Linked DNA regions of Mus musculus: region 1 is linked to region 2. The links are chromatin contacts, called in public promoter capture Hi-C maps. All regions are on one chromosome and are shown on one strand. The core of a region is the stretch at or near the end of the contact, and the rest is flanking DNA. Distances in the headings are between cores, read along the strand shown. Region 1 holds the start of Ang (angiogenin, ribonuclease, RNase A family, 5). Region 2 holds the start of Rnase10 (ribonuclease, RNase A family, 10 (non-active)).

Region 1 (2,700 bases), core at 87-2,586, 88 kb after region 2:
TCATTGCAACACCTCCAATGACCTCATCAGACCCCAGGGGAAGCATCTTCCAGCTCCCACAGCCAGAGATTGCTCGGCTTAGCAATCAAGTTTATTTAATAACTGCTACCAAATCTTGCATCTCTGAACCTTTAAAGAGAAGCCCAGAATGTTTTTCGTGGTTAGAGGCTCTAGATCAGTTGATGAGGACTTATGTGTCAGTCACTGAGAATATAGAAATGAGTAAGTAAAAATTCTTCTCTGGAAAGGATCCACCCAATGGAGAGACACTGAGATTAACTAACTTAAAGGAATGTTGGCAGCCCATTTCTTCAGTTACACCAACGGAAGTGAATCCAGATCCATCCCGACCGTACTGTGGGTCCTTTATACCAGTGCAGTCTTCCCCAAGTGTTCCCAAGTCCGGGTGTGAACATGTCTGCAAGTCAGCGCCCCAAAGCTGCCTGCTTGCATTTTTGCTGCTTTCTGAGGGTTCCCTGTTCCTGCCACACAGAGGACCAGCCTTGCTGAGGGAGTCTGAAGATGCTGGAGTGCTGAATTCTTCCTCCTGCTACGGCGAGTCAGCTGATGCTCTCGTTTTTTTTTTTTTTTTTTTTTTTTTGTGCCCAGACTCACCTCAGACATCCCCAGCACGCTTCCACACAGTGAGAGATGCTTTGCCCCTGCCTCCACCTCTACTCCGCTGACAACCTGTAGGTCTCCCATCCCTATTTTTGCTTTTAGAAATTAGTACAGCTTAAATCACACATAAATATCTACACAATGATGGAGCAAAATCTAGAAATTGACAAGGAGCTAAAATATTGCAACTTTGCCCTATATACAAGATAAATGTATGGCAACTTTTAAAATTGTATGTATTTATTTATCTGCATGTATGTCTGTGTACCACACATATGCAATGCCCAGGGAGACCAGATGAAGGCATCACTACATATGGTTGGGAACTGCCATGTGGGTCTGAGAACTGAACCTGAGTAAGTGCCTGCAACCACTGAGCGATCTGTCCAGCCTTGAAGATGAATCTGTTAGAACAATTCTAGTAGATTTCTTCACTACCTCACTGTGTACTTTCTGGGTTTTAGAAGTCTGACCCCGTGGCTTGTCTACTCTTCGATCTTAGAGTTACCTCATAAGCAGAGCAGACATGCATAATTTCTTCTGTACTTGGTTCCCATAATGCTTAGATGTAGACAGCTGGTTTTGCAACTGTGCTTTAAAGAACAGGAAGCTGAGTAGCCATAAATATATATTCTTTTTTCTCCAGAGGATGGACAGAGGGAGGAGGAGCCCAGGAAGTGCTGTGTGTATTTCTGGGGGTTGGAGAGGTGGGGGCACAGTTGCCTCACTCCTTCCTTTAGACTTCTTTCAAAGTAGTTCCTGAAGTTGGCCTGAACGTCAGGGATAATATGTTTTTGGATCTATGGCATATGCACAGTGAAACTTCAGTCCTACCCTGAGCAAGGATAAGGACCATACACATAAGGAAAGAGGCAGCTTAGGAACAAAAGGCCGTGCTTAGCAAACATTATCATTGCTGAAAGAGATGTGTGGTCCACCAGGTGGTTAATATTTGACCCAGGCATGCTCAGGGGAAAGGTGAATGACTCCTTGTTTGCCCATGATTAGTGGCCTTGGTTTACAAGTCGCTGCCAAAGTAAAGATCCTTAGATAGGTTCTCCCCACCCCGTCACATGAGCACTGTATATTACCAGCCTGTGAGGAGCCTCTAGCTTCACACCGCAGGACCCTGTCTCCAGGAGCACGCAGCTGGACACATTCCCAGTCGGAGGAAAGCTGGCCAGCTTTGGTAAGATTCTTCCTTGTGGGTGTTCAACTCTCTGCTTCTTTTCCTCTGTGCTCTTTCTAGCAGTTCATCTATTTTAGTGAAACTGACTAACACCCCTTACGCTTTCTGGACTCAAACTTGCACATTAAAAAGAAAACGAGTAAGAGTTAAAATTTAAAATGAAAACAGGATTATTTGGTGTGGTTTGTATCTGGGAAGCAATTAATGGGATTTCGATCAAGGAGATGGAGATATAGGAGGGTTTCTTCAATTGTGATTAAAAGCCCCCAAAGGCTTAGGAAGCCATTTGCAGAAGGGCATGTGATCTGTCGTGTTTCCTCCATAACAAGCTTGGCTTGGCAGGAATAATAAGGAAAACCCCGAGTCTGGTGGTGGTGGTCCACACCTTTAATTTCAGCACTGGGGTGGTAGAGGCAGGCAGATCTCTGAGTTCAAGGCCAGTCTGGTCTATAAAGTGAGTTCCAGGACAGCCAGGGCTACCCAGAGAAAGCCTGTCTCCAAAAAGAAAAAGGAAAGAAAAGAAAAGAAAAAAAAAAAAAAAAAAAAAAAAGGAAAACCCGGAATCAGGAAGTACTTTCAGCAGTATTTCCTACTCAATTCTTTCCTAAAAAAAAAAAAGAAGGAAGAAAAAAGAAAAAGTTATGGACGCTCCTTAAAAACAAAGAGGAACATGAACCAAGATCAAAAGATGCTAGGTTGAGGGGAGAAAGGAGGAAAGACAGGAGGAAGACCAGGCACAGGGTGTTCTAGTCCAGTTGGACTGTTATGAAGATACACAAAGTAGGGAGAGTATACCTAGGAGAAGGGTGTTTATCACATTGCCACCCCAGCTGCAGGTAGTTTGCTACATGTCTAGTCTACATAGCACTGCCAACCCGGATTCCTGTGAG
Region 2 (2,700 bases), core at 27-2,526:
AACACAGATACAGGCAAGAAATGGCAGTTCTGGAAGGCTAGAACTAGTCCAAGATAAAGTAATAAGGTAAGTCTCTCCACAGTACTATACTTCTAACCAGTCAGTCTCTGCAGCCATAGCTTCTTTCTGGAGATTTTGTTCACAAAGACAAGGAGCAATGGGTGGCAGCTGGCAAAGCAGGAACCCATCCCCCGCCCTCCGTATTCTGCTAATCGCTGAACATCTCAAGGCTTCAAGTTTATTATAAAACTGGGGGAATAATTCTAACCTCCTCTGGTAAAGAAGTCCGGAAGGCCACATGAGGTCACTACTGTGCAAGTGAACTAAAATGTAAAACCATCTATCTGAATCCTCAGACCGCAGCAGCTCCTTCATGTGATTTACAAAGAAGGCCTTTTCCTTTACCTGAAGAAGACTTTGTGCCAGTCTTAATGCAGTTAGTTTAGCAGGGAGCAAGGTGAGGTTTTAGTCTCTACTTACACTTTTGTTGACCATTTGAGAATGAACTGTAGCTCAAAAGGCCAAAAACCAAACAAACAAAAGGAAAAACAAAAACAACCTCCCCCCCCCCCCAAAGCCTGTAGACAGCAGAACTCTGAGCTCACCACTTGGGTCTCCTGCATAATGACTACAGAAAGCATGCGTCTCGGGAGATGATCATCGTCATCATCTGGAGATGATCTGTGCCGTGCCTTATCAGTCCCAGATGCTCAGCCTTCAGCTGGAGAAAGGAACATCTATTGGACACGGTGACCTCACTGGTTTAGTTCACCACATGTAGGAGCTGATTGATGAGTTGTTCTGCTTTCATGTTCCTTTTCAAGAGCCAAATAACTACATTTACAAAATCTGGATTTTTTTTTCCCCACTGCAAATAATCAAATGAAGTCATGCTACCCTTGCAAAAATGTGAAAAGCAGTATTGGAAAGGTGCCGCAAACAAAAATAAAAACAAGACGCCAGATACTACCATTCCAGAAGTGATGGGAAAGGGCTGAAGGCAGTATGTGTAGAAAACAAGACAATCAGGCTTGGGACTCAGGCACAAGGTGAGACTGTTCTAAACCACAGGTCAGTGGGCGGAACTCAGAGTAGAACAGTTGATGGAATACAACTGTCTGCAGTTCTTCCAGGTAGAGGATACTTCCTGTCGTTTGCTTAAATTTCTTTACTTCAAAGTGTTTGTGGGAGCAGAAAGACACATTAGCTGAGTGTGTCCATTCTGTGCTGGGAAGGAAAGAAGGGGAGAGGCATGGGTTCAGGAGATCCGGCTGTGTTTAAAAGCCCTCAGCACACAAGGAGATAGCTACTTGTATGGAGAGCAGTTTCTGGGTACAGCTCACAGAGAAGGACGCTCTAGGAGAGCAGAACTGGGGACATAGGAAGAGCCAAGACTATCTAAAGCTGCTTACAAGTGTAGGTAAGCCACGTCAGGGTCGGGTACCTCAGAGAGCAAAGCCGGGGCCTCATGTATTCTAGGCAAGATCTCTAGCAGCTGAGCCACATCCACAGCCCATTCAGTTTCATTCTCTTGAAATTTCTTTCTCTCCTCTTCTTTAAAACAAAAACAAGCTCTGGCAAGTTTTTACTAAAGGAAATCTTTCCTGGTTTATCTCACCAGTCTGCTCTGGCAAGCTTCTAACAACGTCAGAGTCACTTGAGTCAATGACAGCCAGTGTGCACACTCTGCAGTATTTTCCACATGCTGTGCCAATGTAATGTTATTGCCACTGTAATGATGGATGCTAGTTTTTGGCCAAGATAAATTCTATGTGAGATTTCCTCAGCGCTGGGTGACTGTTGAGCAAGAAGGCCAACCGTGCCCTTCCCCGAGTCCTCGGCTTCAGAGTCTGCTCACACACAGCATGCACTTTCCACGTTTCATAACAAGTTTAACAATTTGGAGCCCAGAGCTGTTGACTGCAAAGACTGTAACTTCCTTTCAGCTACATCTTCCTGCCTTAGTTCTGGGATGGCCCCCAACCAAGAGCGGCTGCCAAAATAGCTGGAGCCTGAGAAAGCCGTACTGCATTTCTTCCCTAACCACAAATAGAAATACAAATGACAAGATGTAGCAGAGGCCTGGGCTGACTGCACATTTCTGCAGCTTTACTTTAGGAGTGAGAACGAACCCATTTCTCTTTCAGTTCATTTTTATTCCTTTTTGGGAAAAGGGTAATAATAACAAGCAAAATAAATCTGGGATAAAAATGGACACAATGCTTCCTAGAGCAAGGTTGTCTCTAAGAATTTCTCTGTACTCATTTGGCTTAGCTACTCTCTTTGGTGATTCGAGAATAATTTCTGTTTAAGAATCGGTGGGCGGGGGCTAGAGAGGATGGAGTGGCATCAAGTTTCCTCACTGATTACTCAGACAAGGACCAGCTTACAGTCACTTCTGTTAGCCACTTTCCAATCCTCAAGACCCACACAGGAATGGGGAATGTGAGGAGAAGGGGCAGAAGAAGTGTTCAAGAAAGAGATTCATTTCCTTAGGTAGGTGGAGTAACGGGGAGAATTCAGTGGAGTACTCAAGGTCTATTTTGCTGGCGTTGGCCAACCATGGCAGGGGCCAGAGTTTATCTCTACATCACGCCTTCATTTTCCTCTTCTTCTTCAGGCAAAATGAAGGTGACACTGGTGCATCTGTTGTTCATGATGTTGCTGCTGTTGCTAGGCCTAGGGCTGGGGCTGGGCCTG

Evidence for each region. Capture Hi-C pulls out chosen DNA fragments and counts their contacts.
Region 1: a contact with region 2 is called in a promoter capture Hi-C map of adipose tissue. The contact joins the promoter of Ang here to the promoter of Rnase10 in region 2. A contact is called at or near these places in 8 of 39 promoter capture datasets (the 3T3-L1 cell line, 3T3-L1-derived adipocytes, embryonic stem cells and 3 more), 4 of 484 Hi-C or Micro-C datasets (LSK cells, liver and uterus), 9 of 115 datasets of contacts at active chromatin or transcription factors (the 230-238 cell line, effector CD8 T cells, embryonic stem cells and 4 more) and 3 of 9 other capture datasets (adipose tissue, liver and macrophages).

The regions. Positions count from the first base shown.
Region 1 is chr14:51,094,664-51,097,363 of GRCm38.p6, forward strand. Ang (angiogenin, ribonuclease, RNase A family, 5) reads left to right here and starts at 1,337. Exons shown (of 2, transcript NM_007447.3): 1 at 1,337-1,810. It overlaps Rnase4 (ribonuclease, RNase A family 4), which reads left to right and starts at 1,337. Exons shown (of 2, transcript NM_201239.3): 1 at 1,337-1,810.
Region 2 is chr14:51,006,653-51,009,352 of GRCm38.p6, forward strand. It overlaps Rnase10 (ribonuclease, RNase A family, 10 (non-active)), which reads left to right and starts at 1,277. Exons shown (of 2, transcript NM_029145.3): 1 at 1,277-1,420; 2 at 2,621-2,700. The coding sequence starts at 1,315.